Regions from separate parts of the Mus musculus genome. Here region 2 is linked to region 1. The links are chromatin contacts, called in public Hi-C maps. All regions are on one chromosome and are shown on one strand. The core of a region is the stretch at or near the end of the contact, and the rest is flanking DNA. Distances in the headings are between cores, read along the strand shown.

Region 1 (5,233 bases), core at 1,434-3,933:
TTCCAATGCCTTCACTCTCCAAGTGGGCTCTATTCACAGAAACATCCACCAGAAATAAAATACTAATGCATCCGTCCTCGAGTTAAAGACCCCAAACAGAAAATACATTATTTGTGAAGAAACGTTTAAAAAAAAAATTACCCACAGTGAAATGACTTCCGGCTCAAGTACACTTAAATGTAAACGTGAGGACCCAGAGCCGACACTTAAATATACATCTGTCCATCCCTTCATAGCTCTTTTAGGGAGACCTTTTACAAATAACCTTTCCCTCCCCAAGCCTAACTCCTTTTGCTCTTTCTCCTTTTCTGGGACCCATTTATCTTCAGCCACTAAGAGGAGGAGGCTTGAATCTGTGTCCGAGCCTCAGGCTCGCTCGGCATGGGACCCGCAGTAAACACGGTTCTGTTTGTTCTTCAGCAGCTTCTTTTGTATAAACAGATGTGGTGGGAAGGGAAGGGACGGGAAGCCAGATCCCTGGGAGGGGCGGGAGGTCTCCTTTCTGGAGAAGACTCCCAGCTGCAGCCAGGAGCCCAAGGAACAGGACACATTTCTTGTTCAGGCCTTGGAACTTGCAGTTCTTCCAGGCAGGGGCTGTTCCCCTCTCTCTCTCTCCTCCACCCTCCACCCCCAGCCTTTGTTCCTGGGAAGGCTGTCTCCATGTGATGTCTATAGCTCACTTTTGCCAGAGCAAACATTTCCAAGAGGGTTTATGCTAAGTAGGTATCTGTAAGGCACATTTCCCCCCTCCTTCTCTCCAGATACACTGTAGACCAAGATTTTGGATCCCAGCCCTTCACACCTGTACTTTGTCCATATTTCCTTTGTTCTTTTGTAGCCTTCAACTAAAGGGGCCGGGGTGGTGTTTCAAGCAGCGAAGTTGTTAGTTTGTAAAAATAACCAGTCAGTTTCTACAGCGGATTTGATGCAGACTCTGCCTTCACTTAGCGATTGATATTTTCACATTAGTTATGGATGCTAATAGGGAACTATTCCAAAGCTGGGGGAAGAAAAGGATGGGGGCCCGAGAGCTTTGCAGTTCTGTTTCCGAGAGCATAGAACTCTAGTTGGCTTTTTGGCAGTTTATCTACCTGCGCCCACGACTTCGTTAGTTCTCCTTCAGAGGTGGGTGAAATAAAAAAAGGGGTTGCTCCTAGGATTTCTACCAAAGGGGCTAAATTTTTGGCGGCCTCACATGGTGGCTCTTCTTGTCTAGAAAAGGAACAAAGGCCGATACACTGCAAAGGCCTCCCTTAGGGCATGCGGGGTTTGGTGTAAGTGGTGAGCTTTGCTCGGTGCTGCTCTCTCCAGGAATCCTGGGGAATCCTGAACAGGGCTCCAGGAACTGGGGCCAAGAGCATGGGAGAGGGGAACCCCATGCACCACCCCCGGGGCCAGCATGGGATCCTCAATTTTGAGGGCAGAAGCCCAGAGATGGAAGGATAGACCAGCTCTACGCCTCCAGTCCCCACTCTCAGAGTGTATATAATAATGAGCGAGGGGGGAGCAGTCTCTCAAACCAAGGGAGTAATAATAGCAAGGGTTTTATTTTTTTTACAAGCCACAGTGGTACTCTATCATCTTTCCAGCTGACAATCTGCCACTCTCTAGACAGGAGAGGAGGCGGCGGGAAGTTTGTAGTGGAAACCCAGAGAGGCCTTTCCAGTATGAAATAAAAAGAAAGGAGACTGGTTTCCAGGGACTGGGCAGCTGAGGGCTAGTGGGATACCCCTCGTCCTCCCAGCCCCCAGGCTAAACTGCAGCTGAAAGCAGGTCTTGGAAGACGCTTCCTTCCCGCCTCCTCTTTATTTCACTTAAGTTACTGGCTCCAGATATTTGAAACGATTTGTTTTCAGCGCTGCCGTGGGCTGCACTGTTAACTCTCACCGCGCCTGGGGCGCCCAGGGCTTTTCCTTCCTAGCGCCCACCCCAGATCTTCAAGAGTGCACACCTCCAGCCGCAGCGCCCTGCGGGTTCCCCTTAATTTGCGGAGGACCAGAAAGTCCCAGCTGGACACGGGGCGAGGGCGAGAGGCAGGGGTCTGCTTTGCTGCAGGCCGGCCTCGGCTCGGCACGGCATCCCCCTGCCCTCGGCGCCGCTGCGCCGCTCCCTTTGGCTCAGAGGACGTCCCCCGCAACCCTCGGGGCCACTGAGGGTCTGGAGAGATGGAGGGGCGCGGGTGAGGAGGGCGAGCCGGCAGTCCGGCCCGAGAAAGGGCGCGGGACCCCGAGCAGCCGCACGGGGAGAGCGGGGAGCGCGGGGAGCGCAGGGGCGCGCGGGGCGGGCGCGGCGCGGGGCTCAGGACGCGCGCGCGCGCCTCGGCCTCGCCCGCGCACACGCGCCTCCCGGAGGAGAAAGAGGCGGGCGGGCGAGCGGGCGGGCGCAGAGCACCGCGCCGGCGGCTGCAGCGGGCCGGGCCGCCGCGAGGGAGGGGCGGAGGGGCGGGCGCAGGCCGGGAGGGGGCGGCGGCGCGGCGAGAGAGCGAGCTCGCGGCTCTCGGCGAGTGTGGCTGCGCGCGAGCCGGCGAGCGGGTGAGTGCGCCGGGCGGGCCCGGGAAGCAGGGGCCGCGGGGGTGCCGGGCACTGAGAGCCGGGGGAGGGTGACTGGCGGGCAGGCGGGCAGGCGGGCGGCGGCGGCTCGGGCGCGGCCGGGATGCACCTTAGCGGGCGCCTCTCGTTGCAGCGCGCGGGCGGCCCGAGGCTCGGCAGCGGCGGCGGCGGACACGGCGGCGGCGGACACAGCGGCGGCGGCGGACACGGCGGCGGCGGCGCTGACACCTCCCACCATGGACAGCTTCGACTTAGCCCTGCTCCAGGAATGGGACCTCGAGTCGCTGTGGTGAGTCCCGGTGCTGGCCGCTGGGGAGCCGCGCTGGCCCCGCCTGCCCTCACCTGGGCCGGGACTCCGGGTGCCCGGCCGCCGTGGGGGTGGGGTGGCTCGGGGACACCCGCCTCGCTGGCCGGCTCCTTCCAGCCTTGGCGGGCTGGATGCTCGGCCGCCTCCCCGTGAATTCGTCGGTCTCCGGTTCCGTTCTCTCCCCTCGGTGCTTGCCTGCGCTAGCTCAGGGGGCCGGGGTCTGGCTGCCACTGGAGGAGCGCAGCGGTGGAGGGGAAGAGAACCGATTTTTAGAACGTGTCACTGATGCCTGAGAGCCCACCCCTCATCTCGCAGCCCCTCTCAGCTCCCTTCCTTCGGATTGTGCTCCCCTCCAGCTCCCGGAGAGCCTCAGGCTCACCACCCCTGTGACCCCCTAGAGTTGGTACCTCTACGAAGTGCCCGGAGAGGATGCTCTCTAGCCTTGCGCCCTGCCTGCTCCCTGCTTGGCGTTTGCATCCTTCCTCTGTCCTACCTCACTCCCACTGGAGATGGAAAAGTGAGCACCCTAGGCAGGAGGCCAGTGTGTCTTGGTGCCCGAATTCCGGAGGCCTTGGCCCAGGGAGACTCATTTCCCGGAGGTTCTCGGTTCCTTTGCACCCTTTCTTCACACATGCCCATGGCTGAACTCCTCACTCTTTTTGTCAAGCTCAAAGCTGGCAGCCTGGAATGCACTTGGGGTTCCAGTTCTCGCTAATCTCGCATTAGGGAGAGCTGCTATAGGTAAATCACAGGTAGATGCAATTTAATTCTAGTTGCGGTTGTCTGAAAAATCCCATTGGCTGCTTCAGCATCCCTCACATTGCCCCCACCCCTTAAATGTTTCCAACCAGCCCTATTCAGGTGGTAAAATTACTGCTTGTATATTCCTGGAGGAACTTGTGTTATGTTTAATATTTACGGGGATGAACATCTGCTGGAACAAGCATATTAACTGCTTTCTGTTCTGCCTCTGGTAATCGCTGATTGTAGAGCTGAGCAGTTCCCTTTTTAATTCAGTAAAGAGTTCACATGTGTCAAAAACTGCAAGTGGTGTGCACATGAATATGCGATGCACAATTTTAAAGCTAAACTGCTTTATGATTTATGACACATACCTCGATGGCATGTGGGCATGTGAATCTCCATAGTGACTTAGGCTCAAAGTGACTTTATTTTCTTAAAGACAGGTGTAACAAAATAAACTAGACACAGAGCTCACGAATTATCGGGCAGTTTCTTATAGAAGATCCGACGGTGACTACAGCTTGCTCTGCATAATGCTAGCACCTATAAAACACACAAGGATGGGCTCCAATGTAATAAAACTTGTATATATTACACTGGCAACTTCAAAGAGCTAGTGTAGAGAGAATATGGAACATGTTATTACTCTATAAAAGTTGCTAATTACTGTGTTGCTGCTCCTGGGGTTATTCCAGTCTTTCATTTACAGATACCTATTATTTTACAGGTTTACCTTTTGAAATATTGGTTTCTGGCACAAATTCAATAGCTTCCCAGATAACAACTGCCTTTTAAAAATGACTTTTGCTTTTTAAAATCTAGGCAGGCTTGTAGTTAAAGGGGAGAACTTATTTTTTGGACGCATGTTTATGCTACTTATCCACTTTCTGGTTCAAATTGAACTCCTGTATGGTTTTTATAAGTTGTATTTTGAGATTATCAGTGGTAATGTGTAGGCCTTTTTGGCAAGGGCTCAAGGTGTGTCTTCAGTTCCCAGTAAATTATCTTGAATACTGTCAAAGAATGCCTGCTGAATTGTCTTTAAATTTTTAATATCCTATTTATTTATTTATTTATTTATTTATTTATTTGACCATATCTCTCAACATAGTCCAGGCTGGCCTGAAACTTGCTTTGTAGACTGGGCTGGCCTCAGACCACATAGATTTTACCTGTTTCACTAGTGCATTGAGGACATTGCGCCACCACAGCTGGAAAGCATTTTTTTTTAAGCCATTGCACACTCAATCAGATTTGTAAGCAATATATAGTTTCTTGGCTTAAGAAAGCATGTTAGATTTCTTGATTACAGTATAGTAGAACAGTTTGGCTTAAGAGAATGTTTCTTATTTTGTGGATATAGAATTTACATTTACAAAAGGTTATCTTTAGGTAAAGTTAAAGATAAACCAAAAAACTTGGGTTTGCATTTCAAATATGTCAGACATTCTCTTAGTTATGGACCAATTTTTGCATGACATTTCTAACTCAATTTTAGGATTTGCTAAAGACTTTTATGTTTACAGTTCAGTTTCAAGCTCATGCATGATCAAAAACATGTAGTCTCTCTCTCTCTGTCTCTCTCTCCTTCTCCCCCTCCCTCCCGCTCGTTCGCTCCTCTCTTTCTCCAGCT
Region 2 (5,233 bases), core at 752-3,251, 39 kb before region 1:
TGGTTTAATTTCTAAATCACTCTAGACTGTAATGACTGAGCTGAGTTATATATATGTTTGCTTCTCTAGCATTTCTGGAGATTCATGGCTTCTAGAGGGGATCTCATGGCAGATGGCATTTCATGTGGATGGGGACGGAGAAAGAATGGCAAGATGAGAGAGACTGAAGAAAGCAAGAAAAGTAATGATATTAGTTCGATGGAATGGAATGCACACATGCACACACACACATGCACACACACACACACACACACACATGGGGTGGGGTGGGGAGTGGCTTTCACTCATAGAAACAAGAGACCTAACCTAGGAAAACCAAACTCTCTTTAAAGTAATCTGTTCTCATAGGACCAATTCAGTCCTATAAGACAACACTGATCGATCATTCAGATGCCCTGGCCCCTAACCATGCCTCACAGGTGATATCAAAGACAGGAGGTAGAGGTGTAGTTCCCCCAAAATTGTGAAGGTGCTAAATACACCTTGATGGTGTGCTTGAAAATTATTGGTTTTCTGTTACACAACTATTTCTTCAGAAAACCCAACAAAAAATGGTAGTAGTAGACACACACTCAAGTGTCCTACTCCTCAGTGACCTACCTAACCTATCCTATAGACTGAGGGCATGCATACTCCTGGGGATCGAGGCAGTGAACAGGAGACCTGAAGTGAGGGTCTAGGTATAGGAAGAGAGGAGAGGAGTCACTCAGAGTGGTTTCAGAGATGGAACTGACTTTTTGATTACAGGTTGAAGGCTTTTAGGGAAAGGGACGAATCCAGGCGAATTCTTCAGTTTTGGTTTGGGAACAGGAGAAAGGTTTACTTCTGCCCAGGGAATCCGCACGGCTGACGGCAGAACTGTAACACTATGTAACGGGACAGGGGAGTCTCTAGTTAGACCCTGGATTCCATCCAATATATACATAAAGAAGGCTGCGCTCAAATAAAGAAAACTCGGTGTGAAAAGGGAGGAAGCTGGGTTAGCAGAAGGCAGACATAGACGCAGGAAGAGGGGCGATGAGGGGCAAGGAGGGGACACAGTGGGAAGGGTTCACAGGCTGTGTGATGAGGGGTGAGGAATGGAGAGGGCAGAGTCTCATTCTGATCCATTGATCCTGAGGTTCCTGGGAGACATTCAGGAAGAACAGCAGAGACTTGTAAACAGCCAGACACTGGCTTGGCAAGGAACATGGAGAGACTCTATGGGGCCACCCATGGAGAACATAAACCAAGAGCCTGGAGAACCGGGCCTGGGAAGAGCACAAATCAAGATTGTCGCTGAGGAATGGAAGTCTGCCAGAGAGAGAGAAAAATGGCCTGACAGAAGCCAGGAGAATGTGGAGTCATGGTGGCCAAAGGGAAAGTTCCAGAAGAGAGGAAATGCTCCCTAGTATCAAACACTGTGGAGAAAGGAGAATGAGCAGACAGACAGCACAGTTACCTGTCCTCTGGAAATCTCCCTGTTAGCAGGAGAATGTCAAGACGAATGAGTGTGCAGGGGACAGCAGGATAGACAAGAAGGCCCAGCCCCGACGGATGCATGGGAGATAAGGAGCTGAAACCTTCAGGGAGTATATTCTCACATCTTTATATTTTTCCACTGGTACTGTTTCTCCTTCCCCTGTGAGCCTTTGTTCTGGAAAGTTCTAGGAAACCATTACACTCTAGAGGCTAGATTAAGTTTTAGTCCTGGTTTCTTAGATGTCCAGGCAGTTGGAGATCCGGGAGAGCTTTGACAAGAAACTAAATCTGGCTTCAGGGAGTTGGCTAAAGGGCAAAGCACTTGGCATGTGACTATAATGGACAGAGTTCAGATTCCCAGCACCCACATAAATGCCAAATGGGCATAGGGGCCTACTTATAATCCAAGCAAGAGGGAGGTGAAGATGGAAAACTTTGGAGCAACCTGGCTAGCTAGACTAACCTAAGCCCCAGCTCAACCAGAGACCTTGCTTCAGTGTGGAAAGTAGAGAGAACACTTGAGGAAGACAGCTGACATCAGCCTCTGACGTCAGCCTCTGATCTCCACATGTGTGATGGTTTGACTATGCTTGGCCTAGCAAGAGGCACTATTAGGTGGTGTGGCCTTGTTGGAGTAGGTGTGGGTGTGGCCTTGTGGGAATGGGTATGGCTTTGATGGAGTGAGTGTGGCCTTGTTGGAGGAAGTGCCACTGTGGGGGGTGGGCTTTGAGACCCTCCTCTCCTAGCTGCCAGAAAGACAGTCTGCTCTTGGCTTTCTTTGGATGAAGATATAGAACTCTCAGCAGTTCCTGCACCCTGCCTGCCTGGATGCTGCCATGCTTCCTGCCATGATGATAATGGACTGAACCTCTGAATTGTAAGCCGGCCCCAATTAAATGTTGTCCTTATAAGAGTTACCTTGGTCATGGTGTCTATTGACAGAAATGTATGTGCCTGACCTCCACGTAAATGCACAGGCACCTATATATACACATGCATGTACACACACACACACACACACACACACACACACACACACATACAGAGGAGGAAAAAAAGGATGCTAAATAGCCTACTAAGATCAGTACCTGGTAAGAGTATACGGGATTCTAGAATGTTCCAGGATGTTTTTTCAACATTCCTTTTAGGGTTAGGTGGGAGTGAAACAGACCTTTGCCCCTGGCCACCATGACTGTGTATCTCAATCTATGTTCTTGTCAGGAGATCTCTCAAGCTGTGTGTCCAGGCTCTGTTACCAGTCTGCCCTGGGGCGGGTAGGAGCAGGGGGCTGGGTGTCTGCCGTAGTCCGTCGCCTCCACACTTTCACATCCTCTATCAACACCTGCACACTTGGGTGGTGACCACACAAGCTCTTCCTGTTTGTGCAGAAAGTGCCATTCAGAACGCTTGCCAGCGAGGAGGGATCCGTACACAGAAGAGAGAAGCCGAACAATTTATTTGGAACAGGAAAAAAATAAAACCAAGAGTGTGTTGAGAGGTAAGTGGGTCTGTGTCTCGGTACTTTCGGGAGTTGTGGGTGAAGCCTAGGACTGTGCACTCGGGCGCCTCAGGGCCCGACAGTTGAGAGCATTCCTAGCCTGCTCCATAGAGAGAATCGTGACCTGGTGCATGGCTAGATAATGGGACAGGCAGATGTGGAACATAACCAGGGAAGGTCATAACGTGTGTGTGTGTGTGTGTGTGTGTGTGTGTGTGTGTGTGTGTGTGTGTGTATGCATGTGTGGCATGCAAAGAAGACACAATCTAGAGGTAAACATGTTCTCACATACATCTGTGATGCCAATTGGGCCCAGTGGTCTTAGGCAATATGTCTGAACCTCATGTAGGTCACCAGCTATACCTCAATGAAAGAACCCAAGTCAAGGTCCCAGGGAGGATCTGAGGGTGGCCTTGCCGGTGACTTCAGGACCTACACAAAGGAGACTGTGGGAAGCCTAAGGCCACTCTCCCTCATGCAAACGTAACTTAATGCAACAGTTAACAACACTATCCGTGTAGCTCGTGTATTCACACAAGGAACATTATGTATACACACACACACACACAAATGCACACACACACTCTAGTATTCATATCCAGGAACACACATCACACGATATCAAATAACACAGCAGCTATATTTTTTTAGAGACCAAAGAAAACAATTAGTATAACGAAGGGCTTTTTTTTCTACATGTGATTCCTTGTTACTCAAATGTTACAAATTACAAAACATGCCATCGTGTTTAGATGTGCATTTCCCAGAGTTGTCCATTCAAAGCACAACAATCCTCCTACAAGACAGGGTGATGTGGGTAGCGTGGGGCCTGGCACTACAAGAGCGACAGCTGAAGGGCAAATGTCCACAGATCAAGCAAGCGGTGGTAAACTCATCCGAGTGTCATTTGTACAAACTAAGTAATCAATGTTAGAAAGCATCTCCTGTTTTTACCAAACGTATCTGTTTCCTGGTGGAAATGTAGAGGTTTGCTAACTGCACAGAATCGTCTTCCTCTACATGGGGCCACAGGGTCTCCCCATGTCCCCATCTCCCTGTCTCCCCACCTGAGTGAGATAACAGCAAAGCAACGTGTGCATTCAATGTTCTTGGGGTTTGTCTCTGTCAACTGCTATTTCCTCGGTCTGGGGCATCATCTGTGCTTAGTATTCAGTTGTAGCATGCATAGTTTTATTTGGTTTGCATTTCAAAAACAGGACAAATGAGCATTGCTCATTTGCTGGACCTGCTGGTTCAAATCCCTTCTCTAGCAGGATGGATTTGGATAAGCTGCTATGTCTCCACATCCTGGGTCCTTCATCTGAAAACTGGACGTGATAATGGCCTCTATCTCTGAATTAAGAGCTGAATGTATTACTACATATAAAGCACATAAGAGAGTGCCTGGAACAGTAGAGGGGCTTGGTGAGGACGGGCTGCCCATCATTGGTGCCACTGCTATCTTTCATGCAATTGAGCTATCAGACTTGAAGAGAAATGTCAAAAGGTTGGAAAGGTGAATGGATAGCAGTTGGGGCAGGCTTAGAGGAGACATTTCAGTTAGAGCTGACAGTTCTGACCCTCAGAATGCTGGAGAACAACAGGCAGAGAGAAAAGAGCTCTGGACATCCCTGTTCATGAGTCCCACTCATGGGAGGGACATCATGGAAATACTATGTCTGGTTATATGTATTCACACATCTCCTCTTCACCCATGTGCACAGCAGCCTAGGGAATCGATACCTGCAATTCTCTCATCTAGCTGATAGCCCAGAGTGTACTCGGAGTCTCCCACTTGCCAGTAATTGTATGTGGGGAATTCCATTTGACCCTGTCCAGAGCCATGTCCTCAGCCCTCACACGTTATCTCTAGGATGCAGACCATTCACCAAAAGTGAGCAATGAGGAAGCCAAGTCCAAAACAACTTCAAATCAGTTCAAAGTTACAGTGAGAGCTAGGGGGACAGTAGGGGGCTGGTGCCAGACTTCAGCTTACAGATTCTTCAATCTACACCATTGTTCTGATCAAGGACTCCCAGGCTGACATCCTGCTTGCTAAGACTGACAGCAGAGGTCCCCACAATGAATCACTTTTACTTTCCACACTTTCTTTATTTGTCAAGAGTGTTCAGTAACCTTTTGCATAGAGCACACATGGCTTTATAGGGACTCAGTGTGGCTAGGCAGATAAAATAGTGTTCTATTATTTCAGATTCACCCAAGAATACATTTGGATGGTACTCTGAGTAAAGACAGACTGAAAGAAAAGTGTGG

What was found. Hi-C and Micro-C count contacts between places; a contact is called where the count stands out from the background.
Region 2: a Hi-C map of pre-pro-B cells shows a contact between it and region 1, with 1.7 times the contacts expected there. The contact joins the enhancer-like site here to the promoter of Aff3 in region 1. A contact is called at or near these places in 2 of 39 promoter capture datasets (3T3-L1-derived adipocytes and pre-B cells), 7 of 484 Hi-C or Micro-C datasets (B cells, CD8 central memory T cells, DN3 thymocytes and 3 more), 3 of 115 datasets of contacts at active chromatin or transcription factors (CD8 T cells, the SCID.adh cell line and memory CD8 T cells) and 3 of 9 other capture datasets (adipose tissue, liver and pancreatic islet).

What each region holds. Positions count from the first base shown.
Region 1 is chr1:38,624,694-38,629,926 of GRCm38.p6, reverse strand. Aff3 (AF4/FMR2 family, member 3) reads left to right here and starts at 2,683. Exons shown (of 22, transcript NM_001290814.1): 1 at 2,683-2,838. The coding sequence starts at 2,786.
Region 2 is chr1:38,662,584-38,667,816 of GRCm38.p6, reverse strand. No RefSeq gene overlaps it. Among named protein-coding and RNA genes, the nearest start is that of Gm34596, 35 kb to the right of the region's middle. Within about 2 kb of position 2,001, at least 106 of the 459 cell types and tissues checked have an H3K27ac peak or open chromatin away from gene starts, as enhancers often do. A contact at or near this core is called in 3T3-L1-derived adipocytes, B cells, CD8 T cells and 8 more, where this site is marked.